Regions from separate parts of the Zea mays genome. Here region 2 is linked to region 1. A link is a contact called in public Hi-C data. All regions are on one chromosome and are shown on one strand. Each heading gives the region's core, a stretch centred on a gene start, on an enhancer-like site or on the middle of the called end of the contact. The rest is flanking DNA. Distances are from core to core; before and after follow the strand shown.

Region 1 (7,951 bases), core at 1,688-4,187:
AGAGCATGTACGCATGGGTACATAAAATAAAGGGTTATTAATTAAAAAATAAAAACGACTTTCTAGATGTAATACATATAAATATTTTTTTGCCAGTTGTCTTTTGACAAAGTATTTCTTGACTGTCAACGGATTACCAGTAACAGGATCCGCACTTAGTACAGGATATCGACAGACAGACCCACTTAGTGTGTGTTTGGTTTGGCTCTTGGCTTTGGATTTTGTCTCTAAAAACTAAAAGTCAAGCCAAACGACTGGATCCAGAAAATAGCTTTTCTAAAAGTCAATTTTCTCACAGTGCAAAAATGAAAACACCTCCGGACTTGTTTTTAATGTCTTTCAGATGGAACTAACTGTGAAAACATATATCGAAAAACTTTTAACGATTTTTAGTGGTTTCGACTAAACATTTTTAGCTTTTTAACAGCTCACAGCTCACAGGACCGGCCCTGAGCCCATGCAAGAGGCGAGAGCCGGGGCCTAATATTTAGTATCTATATCACAATATAATACACAAGTTTACATTTTACAAAACTCATCCAACAAAATAATCCACATACTCATAATCTTTACTAAATCCACCAAACAAATTGCACTCATACTTACACAACATCAAAATTAACGGTTCAGATCGTTGAATAACATTATCTCTATTGCGCACTCAAATTTAATGGACAATATTATTTGGATCATCCTTCAACCCTCCCCTCCTCACGTCTACACCGTCGTCAACCCCTCCCCTTGCGCCACCACCGTCGTCGTTCACCCCACTCTTCCCCTTCTTAGGAACGTAGCATTAGCACGTGCTATATACTAGTAGTAAAATAGTATAGGTAGCTAAAAAGCCGGTAGGACTGGGCACACGGACGCACGAGGCACAAGGACCACGCGACACATGTTGCCCACTGCCCAGTCATCACGCTCACGTCGTCGCGCGTCTGTGCGACCATACCATCAACGTGATCGTCGTTCGCCATCTCGCCAATCCAACCCTCCAGGATTCTAGGGCGTTGGGCGCCACTGCTCCATCCTCCAGGCACGCACGGTCGAGCAATCAGGATTCATGTTATTTTGTGGCCGTCGTTCTTATTTCTCAACTTGCAAAGCTAATTTGCATCGATGTATATTATCTAACGTCTTAGATATTTTAAAACCCACTTTCAATGCACATCATCATTTACATACGATGTACTAATTTGTTCCGCTGCATATCATATAACTTTTTATATAGTCTAGAGGGTCCATCATTATCAGTTCGCATGGGGCCCTCAAAATCATAAGACCGGGGCTGACACCCCACAACAGCTTTTTTAACGGCCACAGTCCAACCAAATATACCTAAAGATCCGCACTTGACAAAGTTTTAGTTTTTATTCAGCTGTCGTTTCCTTTTTTAGGAGCCACCTCTCCTCCCATTAGTATCCTTTCGATCACGTTTTTGTTGTGCTCGCTTCAATTCCCACCGCGACAGTGGAGGGTCTAGGATTTAAACATAGAGTAGCCAAGAATAATTTTTTTGATAAGTAATATTGTGTATAATTCGATACCATATATATATAGTTTTCACCAATTCGATCTTTGAGTAGAAAATAACTAAAATATCTTATAACACATTTGATCCTTTAAATTAGGTTGTAAATTGCATAGATTTATTTCTTTAGACTTAAATGCTAAGTAGTAGTTTGTTTTTAACCAGACTACAGGTAGTCGAGAGCTCGTTACTTCTATGTCATCGGCCCCACATGTCATACACAAAAAAGTATACATACATGTTACTCAATAATACATAAGGAATGAGTATAAAATCTGATGGCATAGTAGGAATTTTTCCATCTAAATTACCCCTGGATCGGCCACTGACCCGGACCACGCTTCTGTCCACTATGATTGCACAGGCGATAAATTAAAATTCTTGAACTCGTTAGATTGCTCATATGGATATACATTAAATTTGAAGTACTCAGATGTGCTTCGGCGTGGGCTTTGAAGAGGAGCCTTACAAGAATTCAAAACACTACGTCGTCACGAACCTTTGGTGCACATAATCCTAGCAAAATATACCGCCTGCATTAATTGCATCGCACGTGGCAGGAGTGCCGGCTACACAGATGATGACGTATTCCCTTGTTTATATTAATTACCTGTAAATCAGAACCAACACTATTGAGAAGAGAACACTCGTCTTCTCGGCCTGTTCCTGGTGCGTGGACCGACAACGGCGGGCTCCTCCTCCACCACCACCGGCAGGTCGACCCCCTCTTCCTCCTCCCCATCGTCGTCTTCCTCACCGGCACCGTCCTCGTCGGACGCCTCGTTCTCTTCCAGTATCGCTCGGTTTATCTCCATCTGCATGGAGTTTACATGTATATATATGTAGTACGTTTGTTGGTAGCAGTAACAGAAGCAGCGCGAGCGCTGCGTTGTACACGTCGTACCTCCCTCAGGAAGCGGTCGTCGAGGTCGTCGGCGACGCGGGCGGCGGTGACGAGCGTGCCGACGAAGAGGGAGAGCGGAAGCACGAAGGCGAGGATGAGCGCGTTGGTGCTGGGCGGCCCACCGGCCCGCACCACCATGAGCCGGCCCCGCCGCCGCCGCCGCGAGGCTCCCGGCACCGGCCTGGCGCAGCTGCTGGCTCGGACAAAACGAGGTGGCTGGGAGAGTGCTCGGACGACGTGGGCGCCCCGCGCCATGGGCTGCTCTCAGAATCGGAGGCTCCCAGACGCCAGACGTGAGCGGGCAGCGGTTGCCTGCCTTATCCGGTGGTGCTGTCTGCTGTGGGACTGTAGGAGGGGAGGGGAACCGCATTGGATGTCACGAAGAGGCCCGCGTATGGCACACACGGCCCAACATAGCGTGGGAGGTCTCAGCCCAACGAAACAACTACCTTAGCTGCTGGGCTGCCGAAATAAATATTCAACGGTACGGCGTGCCATGGACAGCAGCAGAAATGCGGACCGTTTTTTGTTTTGTTGTTGAACACACACACAAAAAAAAAAGGAATTGTGACCCGAATCCATTTGGACTTTTTACTACTCCGCAGGCGAGAATCTGCGTCCAAAAAAACGGCGCCACGGTATATATTTTATTCGCATCCATAAAAAAATTAAGTAAATAACGAAGAGGAAATTGGCATCACGCAAGCACATGAGGCACGTGAAGTGTGCATATCCCACTCCATCCTGCCGGGCGGCGTCGGGTCGCCATCGGTAGTAGATTCGGGCGGCGTGGCGTCGATGGGAGTGGAAGAAAAAGGAAGGTGTAGCCGCCGCTTGAAATTTGCACGAGGGAGAAACTAAACGGAACCTGCCTTGCCCACCCCCGCCCGTCACCGGTTCCCTGCTGCGGCCGGCGCCATATCATGTCCATTCCCTCGCGCCGCCGTCACGTACGTCACCGGACCTCGTCACCCGTGCTACGTCCGTCCCTGCGTCACCGCTGGCGCCACGCGTGACGCATGGTGCTCCGTGTGTTGCCGGCGGCGGCGCCCTCCATGACGTCAAGTGTTACGTGCCGGCTCGGATTGGCCGTGCAACAAAATCCATTCATTCGTTAACACGCTAACAGTAACATTTGAGTGTGACGGAAGACGGGCATTGGCCAATAATGATGACGTACGTACACAGAGAGATGGACGCCAGATCAGTTAGCACGTACGTCGTACTAGCAGCAGGCAGCTTAGCTAGCTAGACAAGCGTTTTGCACGTGGCCGATCGATCGAAAAGACGGGCCAGCGCCGGTGGCCGGACATCATCTGTCCCTCGAGGCCCGCCGCGCCCAGCGGTTTCGGAGAGCCTTTGTCGTTTCAATCGTTCGTACTTTGTTACGGAGAAAAAAATGAAAACTTTCTCGATATATACAAATTAGTCAAACTATTTAGTGTTTCTTGTGATGTTTTAGAACTTAAATAATTCTTTAGCAACTTTAACTTTGAAAAAGTTTATTTCAGATAATGCAACAGTCATAAACATAGGATATGTTTGGTTGCCTGCTCCAGCCTGAGCCTAGCTCAGTGAGAGGACCAGGGTCAAGAGAGCCCGCATATAATGAGCTAACCTAAGATGTTTGGTTGGCTGATCAAAATAAACCTGACTCATATGATACATTATTTAGTTCTCATTTTTTTAGCTTGGCCCAATTGAGTTACCGCCAATTTTGATGTGTTAGATGTCGTTCCCGCCAAATTTCAAAAATTTAAGCATTATTAGAAAAATTACAACGGATTTAAACTAAAAATATAATTTTGACCCATAAATTAAACTAATTACAATCATCTAAATATGATTTACGCCCATAGATTACAACAGATTTTGAATAATACCCCATCAGGTCTCTGTACAGTAGGAGCAACTTACATAAACATAAATTGAAATAAATTACAACAGATCCTTTGTAATACAATCATTTGAATATGATTTTGAAATAATAAATTGAACAGATTTGAACTAAAAATATGATTTTGAAACATAAATTGAACTAATTACAATCATTTGAATATGATTTACAACCATAGCAACTTACCATTAGAGAAAAATGACAATGAATTACAATAATATGAATTAAACAGGAGCTTGTGTTACCGTGCTAGTTGTAATTAGATCATATGATTGTAAACAGATCATGGTAAACACCTCCTGCTAGTTGTAAACAGATCATGGTAAACAGGTCATTGTAAACAGATCATAAACAGAAACATAAATAGAAAAGAGAAGAAAAGAACATAAACGGAAGGAAATCAATGGGGAGTGGAACAGAGAATATCATCAGATGGGTTCCTATAAATGACGACATTGAGAAGATCGCTGAGAAGAAAGAACCTTCTCAGTGCCATATATAGGAACATTTATAGGAACATCTATATATGGAAACAACATATGGCACTAAGAACAGAAACAACCATTTAGTATTGTAAACAGATCATAATCATAAACATTGATTTGTATGAAATATGGTAACAACATAAACAGAAGAAAAGAACCCAACTTTTGACCATACATGGGGAGTGGGTTCTTTTATACTTTGCCTCAGAAATTATTATCAATTCAAATCACTTGATCAACTCATGAGAGTAATACAATAAATTGCCTCAGATTTGTATGAATAAACACCTCATTTGACCATACATGGGAAAACATAGGGCAGATGGAGAAATCAGATTAAAGGATAGAGTATGTTTGGTTGCGTGACCCAAAATAAAACATAGACTGGAAGAAAACCAAGAGCAAGGAAAACAAAGCAGTAAGTCAACCTCCCATGAATGGCCATTAGTCAAACATATTTCATCATAGGCAAAATTCACAAAATGAGCAAGGAAAACAAAGCAACAAGTCATACTCCCTTGATTGATCATCATTATAAAACATATCATCATAGGCAAGTAAAGGCAACAGTTCAATATAAAATCATCACAGACCAGTAGAAAAGTCTCAGAATTATTAATTATCATCCACAGTTCCAGATTCAGTGCCATAGGCATAGAGCAAAGTATTAGGCGTATATCAAAGTACTACGCATAGAGCAAGGTATTAGGCATCATAGACATAAGACTGGTCTGCTCAAATCTTTGCAAGGTGCTACCTTAGCCAAAGCACACGGTGTTTAGGCTCCATCTTCACAAAGCCATCACCTTGCCTTTTGTTGTCCAATAGGTAGGTAAGGCAAGTCATCAAGTCCTCATCAGTGAAACCTGGAATACTCATGCAAATTTGATACAGATCAGGGTGGACATTTATGGTCTGGACTACAACAGGTGCTTGGACAGCTTCAGCCAATTTGTTCACAGCTCCAGTAAGCCCTGTCATAATCCCCAACTCTTCATCATTGAGTCTCCTTTTCTTTCCATATGATCCATAGGAACTACCAGCACCAGCACCACTATGAGAAGGGTTGGCACCAGCAGAACCAGAGGCAGTAGTACCAACAAGACATGGTTCTTCAAATGCACCAGCACCTTCAGTGATATCTGAGATGGTGCCAAGGGGCTCATTTGAGGCCATGGCATACTTGCGAGTAGCTTGCCCAGCTCCAAATATAATATGCATCTGCACATAGTTTTCAATTGGCACATTGAGGAATTCATCATCTTTTGGGTTGTCTTTTGTATGGCCCAGCAAGTGTTCATCATCAAGGATGATTATGAATGTATTCTCATCCCAATGAGCACCGCTTAGGTCCTTGAGCCTACAAACCCTGATCCATTTTTTATGCCACTTCCTCAAATGATTGTAGACCTGGATGCCTGTGACTTCTTGGCCACTGAATTCAGTCAATGCCTTGGCAATAGAGTTGACATGGACCTCCTTGAACCCTTTATTCGTTTTTACTCCTTGCCCAACCAAGTCTGCAAACTTCCTCAGGATATAGGCTGACATCACAGGGGTCCAGCGCATGGCAGTCCTTGAGGTACTACCAGCAGGAACTTGCTCAACTTCCATAGTCTATATACAATTGATAAGACATTTATAAAATTGAAGTCATAAGAAGAGGTAATGAAATGGCATCATAGCATAGGACCAATTTTCTCAGCATATAAAAAATAATTAAGCTTCAAAGTAGAAAGTACAATTTCTCAGATTGTAAGGCTGATAACAAAAAACATTACTGCAGATCACAATTTCTCTCAGCATATAAAAAATGATACAGTTTCAAGACAACAAACAAAAAGCATCACTGCAGATCACAATTTCTCTCAGCATATAAAAATAATTAAGTTCCACAAAAAAACATCACTGCAGAGTACAATGTTTCTCAGATTGTAAGGCTGATAACAAAAAATATCACTGCAGAGTACAATGTTTCTTAGAATAAGACCACAAAGAAATTACACACGGCTAGACCCCCTATGCTGCCACATTTGAGTTGATATAGCATCTATTTGTTGGGTCCAAGTTTGGTTATCATGAACTGCATCAATGGCACCTTCCACATTGGCAATGTTTGGAGCCCAAGTGTAGATATATTATAATCTATATGTAGTTGTTGGTACTCTAGATTATATAAATATAGATTATTCATAAAGACAACATTACCCTTGTTTGTTTATGTGAGGTGAGGAAAGAAGGATGTCATATATTATAATTTCTATTTACATAACCATGGGTAGTGGGTCTTTTGCCAAAATAATCTCAAATAAGCTACTCTTGAGGAGATTATGAGATTATCATAATTTAGACTTTAGATTATATAATCTGAACTCATAATCTAGATGTTTGTTTACCTACTGAATTATTTGCACTGGATTATATAATCTAGAGAGATTATAATCCGAAACAAACAAGGCCTAAGTACGTAGCGAGCGTTCGTTTCCAACGAGCCAAGCTGGCATAGTCGCATGAGATGAGCCACACTCCTCCACGCAACCAATCACACCGTATTTGTATAGCTATACCTCTACTAGCCACTACTAGCTGGATGGCTGCTAGGCCATGGCCACACGGAGCGACTCGTGGATGTGCCCATGCTTATTGGTTCCGAATCGTCCGAGCACGACATAACTAGAAAGCGACTACGGTAGGCGGCCCAGTGAATCACTAGCGTTTGCTTGTTCCCGGCTCTTGCCTTTTGCATGCATGGGCTGACGATGATGGGCGTCGGCCGGCCGGCGACGGACAGGAGTAGTAGGGTATATGATGGGGGATCGCATGCATTGCATGCACATATGATCGAGCTTTCTTTCCACTGTTGCTGTTGGCCTTGTCCGGTCGTCCTCATGCACGATGCATGCCAGGACACGCTATTAGCTGTTGGGAGTTGGGACTGCTAGCTGCTACCGCCTCCCCGGCCCAAGATGAGCCATATATATACGACATTGTACCACAGCGTGCATGCGATACCTTGTTCGTCGTCATGTGGTGTGCAGTGCATACGTTGTGCACTCGGCCAGCAATGCATGCAAGGAGAGGAGAGAAGGTGCGTGGGCGTGTGGCAGAGGCATACAGTGAAATTGCAAGTAGCC
Region 2 (7,951 bases), core at 3,964-6,463, 160 kb after region 1:
CCTCTCAAGCGTCTAGGGCTGCTACCCTAGAACTAAGCCTGCGGCAGAGGGGTATAACCTCGCCGGAGAAGACAGCTATCCCCATGGAACGAAGGTCCATGACACCTGGTATCAGCTCCAGGTTATCCTCACCACCACCAGCCGCCCATCCCTCACCACCACCAGCCGCCGCGCCATCTGCCGCCGCAACGCCCTCCCACCCGCCCTCAACAACTCTAGATGCATTCACTCGGCTCGAAGAGAAGTGGGATCAATTCGTTGTGATGTTCCACCGCTACAAGGAGAAGACAGAAAAGGAACTCCAAGCAGCGGTGCGGCTTCAGGCGGCAGCGCGAGGGTTCCTGGCACGCCGCCAGGTACAGTCCCTTCGTGGGGAGAAGCACCTTGTTGTGGCCTCCAGGGCCACCCCATGGCCGTCATCACATGAGCAGGCTGTGGTGCGCCTGCAAGCCGCAGTGCGCGGCTTCCTTGTTAGGCGGGCGGTGCGGAAGCTGCACTTGCTGATCAGCTCATCGCTGCACCAAATCGCAGCCTGCGCGCCCAACCACCAGGTCTCGTCTATACTTTTTGAACCCCCTGCAGAAGTCGAGATCTGGGTATGCAGCCCCCCTGCACGGCCAAAGAGGGTCGTCTCCTTCATTCGGGCAACTGCCTTGGTGCTGGACAGACCCAACATAAGGACGGGTTGGTTTCTCCTTCACCTTTCATCCAACGTGAAGTCTGCAGTTCAGCTCTTTCCTTGGGATCCAGGAGGACATAGCTGCAGTTCAAATTTATATTTTAGTTCCACAATTATTTTGTATTTTCGTCTTAAATAATAAAGGTAAGCCGAGATGTAAAAGGCTTAACCTTAAGTCATGTCAGGTAAGTCTATGGCAGCTCGAGGACGAGCTGGTCCTCAAGGGAGGGGGAGATGTCATGGGCATCATAGGGAGCGAGAGGCAACAGCCAGGCTGGGATAAGGCTAGAGAATAAGATTGAGACGAGCTGGGATAAGGCTAGATAATAAGATTGAGATGAGAGAATTGTGGAGAGTTAGTTAGCATCAGATAAGTCCAAGAAAGTAGGAGTTAGTTGAGAGTTTGTAGGAGAAGTTGGTTAGCCATAGGGCTATTTATAAGCCGCATGGCAGCAGGGAATAAATCAAGCAAGATCATTATCAAACCAATCTCTCTCCCTTGCAATGACTCTCTCAAGCGCCTAGGGCTGCTACCCTAGAACCAAGCCTGCGGCAGAGGGGTATAACCTCGCCGGAGAAGACAACTATCCCCATGGACCGAAGGTCCATGACAGAGGCATATGTCAAGAACTGATGCGTACAAGACAGGAGAGGCAAGGATGTAGGAGGAGATTCTTTTGATTCACTTGGTGGTATTGGCATTCTAGAAGTGCTGACATCTCCCTTGATGAGCCTGAATCGCAAGTTGTGTCTTTTGGTTTGGATGATCTACGGCTTGATGTTATGGATGAGAATAAAACAAATGAAACAATGGAGAAATAGGAACTTGATGCGAGCCTGAGTTGCAAGCCTGAATGCCTTTCATTAATTTCCTATATTTGAGGCTACTATATTTGAGACTTTGATAACAGACTTCAGACTTGAGACCTGCTGTGCTGTAATAATATAACTTATGTAGTTGAGTATATTGCAATATTTTATTGTTATTCAGTTTTAATGTGTGTTATTAATTTTATTTTAAAAAAGTAAATGTATATGTATATCATTCTCCATGGAAGTGGCTTTAGGTTAGGCACTTAGCAACCATTCTCCATGGAAGTTAGAGTAGACTATAGAATATATGACTAATTTAGCCTTTGTTTGAACGGTATTTATGTTCATGAGATTCGATATTAACATACACAAATCATATATCATGTGGCAATCTATCATGCCATGGTTCACCATTAACTTTAGTAGAGATTGGACTAGTGAAAGTGCTGTTCAGTGCAACGTCCTTATACATGTCACACTAGTCATAACAAATATCATGCATTGCCTAAAAAAAAAGTACCATCATATAGTGAGGTAATGGCGAAAGTGTCTCTAGCTGAGTTGGTTAGGTGGTCTGAGTAGCACTCTTTAGGTCCTAAGTTTGATTCCCCGTAGGAGCGAATTTTAGGCAGAAGTTAACAAAATCCCCTCGTCTGAATGTCTGATGCACGCCAAAGTGCAGGTCTAAGGTCCAGCCCCATTCGTTCTCACATGGGCTACGATGCCACTGTGTATGAGTGCAGCAAGTGTTCGGGGGGTTTTCTCGACCTATGTGAGAAGGTCTTCTTATGTAATGCCCAAGGGTTGTACCCCCGCGCAGGTCAAGTTTTTATATATATATGTAGTGAGATAATGGCATAATGCAGAGTAGTGTAGCCTATAAGCTGCTGCTGAATTTGTGAAATAACAATTAAGGGAGGCAGATGATGGCATAATGAAATCATCATAGGGTAACTTGTCAAGTTGGACATTTAATGAAGTTTGCAAAGTCAAGAGACCATATATTTGTACAAAATGCAAAACTTATAGCAATATTATCTTAGTTAGAATCCTTCGTTCCTTACCCACACCAAAATCATAGCTGTCTGACTCTCCTTCAATATTTAACCCACCTGCATGAGCCAAAGAAAAAGAGCAGTGAGAGAACAGAACTCATTTACAGTAATAAGAACATAATAAGCATATAAAGTGTATCCTCAATGATGAAAGGTGAAAACTATTAACAGAAATGAGATCACACTGAGCATACTACAAATCATTTGCAGGAAAAGGAACAGACACTGCAGTAAGTGATCAACAGAACCCTGGTTATATGGTAAATTAGGAAATAATCATTACTGTTGGTTATGCAACTAAATCAACTCTAAATTATCAATTACATTTAGGCTGGGGAGATAAAAACATTTCATAAGTGCTCTCGGGGTGTCTTCGGCCCCGTTTGGATCCACTTCTCGGCGGCTTTTGGTGGCCACAAGCAGCTTTTCAATGCCAAACGCGCCGCTTCTCCGAGCGCTTCTAGTGGAAGCGCTTCGTTGGGCCGCAGTAAATGAACGGGGATGGAGAAGCGGCTCTAGGCCTGCGTCGCGAAGAAGCGCCTGATGCCTGCGCCCGTTCTCATTCCTCTCGTTCGCCGACGTCGCTAGGGTTTCCGTTTCTCTTCCAACCCGCGCCGCCGTTGGCACTCATCGACTCGCGTCCTCTCATCGAGGTTTTGTGTCTAGCTGAAGGGTGACATCGCCGCCACTCGCCATCCTTGCCTGCGTGGAGGTCCTTCGGTCCCAGAGCGCACAACTGCCGGCCAACGAGCTGGTCTCTGTTCCCCACTGCCCCATCGCCGCCGCACACCTTTGGCCACTGGCGACGCGATGTTGACCGTGTTCGAGCACGTTCGAAGTTCAAGGTCTCATACTGGATCCCTGTTCCAGCTGTTTGCTGCTAGTCTCGTCCATTCTACCTTGAAGAACCATGTATTAATTTGGAGTGCTCTGCTGATGTGATTCCCACAAGCAATTAGGTCTTAGTTGTCCCTCTAAATTACTTATTCTTCTTCATCCAATTACGTGCTCATTAGTTAGACAATGTACTTTTTTATCATATTTATTTTCAGAATATGTTCTTCGAAAATCCGTCCATCCAAACACCTAGATTCTAACCAGCAGTTTCTCCTCACAACTAGGTTGCCAAACACCCAGATTATTACCAGTCAGCTTCTCACCACAGCCAGCTTATCAGAAAAGCTCGTCAGAAAAAAGCCGATCCAAAAAGGGCCTTCAACTCTTCTGCTGGTAAGATTGTATTGCTCATACCAATCCCAGGGAAAAAAAAATATAGTTGTGGGACCACTTATAACATTACCCTGTAAGATACCAACACTTCAGGTAGTAAAACATTGTTCCTTAAGCTCTCTAATATATGTGTGTCATGAATTTATCAAATCAATTTTTAGGAATACAAGTCCTGACAATTCCTTCAAAAAAAACAAGTCCTGACAAGTCATAGATAGCATAACTATGGTATTAAAACTAATTCACAGGTATACAAAGGATGAGCTACCTCACTCCTCACATGAATAAATGGCTCTAACCTCTACCATACAATTGCTGGTTATGCCACATAAATGGACCAACAATAGTGGAAAGTCACTAGTAGGTGGTAGAGCAATGAACAAATACCACTATGAACTTTAGAGCCTTGCTTGACAAGTCCCCAATAGGGGAACATGTCAGATTACTCTGCCCTTTTGGGGGAGGTGACACTTATAAAATTGAAAGACATTTGATGAGCATTAGGTCCACCGAGTTAAAAATAATGTGCTTACAGCTTACTAACACCTTTCAAAACATAACTCTACTCCCTGCACTTAGGTAGGAACCAGTTGCACGCTGAACCTATCAAAAGGAGTGTGATAACAGGACCGATTCTAAATGGACCTCTCGTAATCTCGTTGCACGTTGGAATTCGGCAATCAGCCAGACTATGGAGGCAAACACTAGTAGCCAGACCGCCACTTACTCGAAGGGGGGCACAATAAACACTGCCACTAGCCCACTAGTGAGACTACCGTTCTCAAAGCACAAGACTGAACCTCCACAGTTTCGGGGAAAAAACAGAGAAGGAATCGTAAGTATCTTCCGGACACAGATGGGCAGGCATAAACCCTAGAAACCCTGTACAGTCAGAGGGAGGAGTTGGCTCAATTTCGACATACGTGGGGAGGTGTCAGGTGCCACGAGGGCGATGCCGTGGGCAGCGGCGGCGCGCTGGGCGCCGGACTTTATGATGAAATTCTCGTCGGTGCAGGTGAGACCCGAGAGCCAGTACAGCACCTGCAAAGCATCCATAGGACACCACGTCAGCACATATTAGCCCAGAGAGAAGGAGGATAGGGAGAAAGGGCGGCGGCGCACTCACGGGAAGGTTGGACGCCGGGGACGGGGGCAGGTAGATGGAGAAAGTCATGGCGCAGCCAAGGGTGGCGCTCTGGTGGCGGAAGCGGAGATTGAAGCCGTCGAACATCTTGCTGCTGCTTAGCTGCTCCAGCGCCGCCGCCGTAGGAGGGGCCACCGCCATCGCTCGATCCGTGCCGCGCCGCGCCGCGCCTTCGGCTTCGCCTTCCTAGTTCCGATGCGGTGGAGATGTGGAGGATGAGGGGAGTTCCAGACTCCAGAGTGGAGACTGGTGACTGGTGAGTGGTAACTGGCGTTGGGCGGAGCCGCAGACCGGGGTCGAGGCAGGAAATATTCGAGGCTCGGTGGGCCTTATCAAACCTGGTATGGGCCGAAAGCACGAGCCCGCAAATTTGCCTGGAGTGGAGTAGGCCTTCTGAACAGTGGTGCACTGTCGTCAGCAACGATCCGTGACCCACTCGATCAATTCCTCGCGATTCCGTTCCCTCTCCAAAAAAATCTCTATCTCTACTAACTATTAAGAGCACAATGTAGACTGTCCCGCTCTCGCGCGCCCGCGCGCCAGCGAAACCTCGCTCCCGCAACGGCCTCCCGCACGCCCCGCCATCCTCCGCTACCGAAACGCCGCAGCCGCCGCGATATCCGCACCCACGCTGCCACGCATCCCGCGCGCCGCAACCCTTTGTCCAACGCGGATTCCGCCGCAGCCTGGCACCTAACCACCGTCGCGATTTTAGTGGGAAACCCCACGACCACCGCGGATTCAGCACCCACGCTCGAGGTACTATCGCCCAACATACTGAACCTCTCGTCGCTGCCGCTCAAGAGCCTTATCATGCCACTGCCGGGCTTCGAGGAGGTCGCGGCCACCGAGGACCTCGCCATCACCAAGAAAGGGGTTCTACCTCCACTCGTCGCCGCGCAACAATGCCGGCGTCGACGGTGACCTGCAGCCGCCTCCCAGGCTGCTCCCACTCTTTCCCGTGCAGTTGCCGACCGGCCGGCCGTGAGTACGTGAGTGCTTCTTGGCTTCCCCTCCCTTTCCTCTAGGCTGGCTCACTTCCGCGTGGTATGCTCTGCTGCTCGCTGGTAATCGCGATGCTCCTCAAGTTAGAGGTCGACCAAATCTGTGAGCTAGGTTCGGTCAACATTTTAGGGTATATGATCCTTGATTTATTAGTTCCAAGAAAAGAAAAAGGAAGTTCTTGGACGACTCTGTTGCCAATATTCCCATTTAAATTGAATGTTGTGCTAACAAGATAAAAACTTCATCCCAAATGGAATGTTCATTCTATTTTTTGTCCTAAGTCAATCCACCTTAAATTTGGCAAAGTTTATACAAGAAAATACCAATTAAATAATTAATCATGTTTATATCAGTATCTCACCATCTAAGCACCATTAGATTCATCATGAAATAAGAAGTTAAATCTTCACATCATTACTCTGGTTAACGTGGGAGAATCAGCTCCATTAAAGCAAACATGGAAGCCGCCTTTTGGTGTGAACATTAAGTTTTATTATACAATATATGAAGTAGACTTTCCTGCTCTCCTATGGGAGGGCGCATGATTCAGCACATTTATTTCCAGTTCTGTGTGCTTGCCAATCAACTACTTCACCTTTGTTCTATTGCAAATATTTGGTATGGACATTTGATGTTTTTGTTATATTGCAGTATTGAATTTGATCGTGATGATGAACTATTTGCTACCGCTGGAGTCTCGAAATGTATTAAAGTCTTCGAATTTTCTACTGTAAGTTTGCTTTGTCAGGACATGTCCATTTCATAGTTCATTGTAATTGAGAATAGTAAGGTTGATTTGCTTCATTACTTAGGTTGTTAATGAACCATCAGATGTGCATTGCCCAGTTGTTGAAATGGCTACCAGATCTAAACTTAGTTGCCTGAGCTGGAACAAGTACTCAAAAAATATTATTGCAAGCAGTGACTATGAGGGTATAGTAACTGTGTGGGATATTCAGACCCGTCAGGTATCCACTCTCTATTCGACAGTTCATTCTGCAATGGCTGTATTGTAATTCAAACTGAGGCATATGGTTTATGTGTATTATGCCATGCTAGAGTGTGATGGAATATGAAGAGCATGAGAAGAGAGCATGGAGTGTTGATTTTTCTCGCACAGACTCTTCAATGCATCTAATGGTTAGGTCATAGACTCATAGCTACACCTAATTCCATGCTAGAATATAGTATGTCCTTATTTTTTTGTGTAAATCTAATATTTTTTGCTTCACACTGTTTATGCATTAACGAGAGAAACTATTGACGCGATGAAGGAATCGCGAGTTCAAGATGTCCTTGTTTCGATACATTTGGTTTGTATCATATGACACCATTTTGTTCATGCAAAAACTATACCAATGTCCTACTCTATAACTGTATATTATTTTTAGTTAAGTGCACATAAGAATGGAATTCCAAGAGTTCTGTGCAGAAGCAGTTAGTGTGCACCAGCTTGAAGCATTGGATAGATGGGAGCAACATGTGTGATCTGCTTATCAATCAATGCCAGTTCATCTGGTGGTCAGAATGTTGTCGGTGAGAGTTCCCATCCCAGCGTCGAGGATTAATAATTTATCTGTTGGTGGGTGATGAGCACCGGGTAGTAGAATAAAGGAAAACATGTTGGCATAAAATAGAAGCAGCAATTCGGGTTCCTTACTGTCCTATTGGCAAGGCCGTATTGGATTTGGAGGAGGGCACATGGGCCTCTAAGTGCCCGTTTGGATATTTTCTACTATCACTGAACTAATACTATAGTAGATTTCCGTAGGGTTTTTTTTATATGATGTGTCACATATGCTCAACCTATGCACTGGCCAAAGTGAGACCGACGCGAAAACATGGATATGAGCTGAAGCAATAGTGGTAGTTGAGCATATGATGGTTGTTGGTTGTCTTCACCATCTCTTCGATGGCTGAACCATGGGGATAGTCGAGGCATTTATCTGAGAGAACTCTAAGCAACTGATTTTCCCTGCTTTCGTTGTTGTTCTGATACAAGTTTTAGTTTATTTATTGACGGAA

Evidence for each region. A called contact is a pair of places that touch in the nucleus more often than the background predicts.
Region 2: a Hi-C map of leaf shows a contact between it and region 1, with 5 times the contacts expected there. The contact joins the promoter of LOC100282053 here to the promoter of LOC103636299 in region 1. A contact is called at or near these places in 2 of 25 Hi-C or Micro-C datasets (bundle sheath and leaf).

The regions. Positions count from the first base shown.
Region 1 is chr8:165,303,416-165,311,366 of Zm-B73-REFERENCE-NAM-5.0, forward strand. It overlaps LOC103636299 (high chlorophyll fluorescence 153), which reads right to left and starts at 2,938. Exons shown (of 2, transcript XM_035961886.1): 1 at 2,436-2,938; 2 at 1,900-2,346. The coding sequence starts at 2,690. The coding sequence ends at 2,161. LOC103636298 (glucan endo-1,3-beta-glucosidase GII) reads left to right here. Exons shown (of 2, transcript XM_008658654.3): 2 at 1-209.
Region 2 is chr8:165,463,014-165,470,964 of Zm-B73-REFERENCE-NAM-5.0, forward strand. It overlaps LOC100282053 (esterase D), which reads right to left and starts at 5,214. Exons shown (of 8, transcript NM_001411983.1): 1 at 4,904-5,214; 2 at 4,701-4,818; 3 at 2,557-2,604. The coding sequence starts at 5,062. It overlaps LOC103636304 (a long non-coding RNA gene), which reads left to right and starts at 6,321. Exons shown (of 3, transcript XR_557928.2): 1 at 6,321-6,656; 2 at 6,739-6,894; 3 at 6,986-7,058.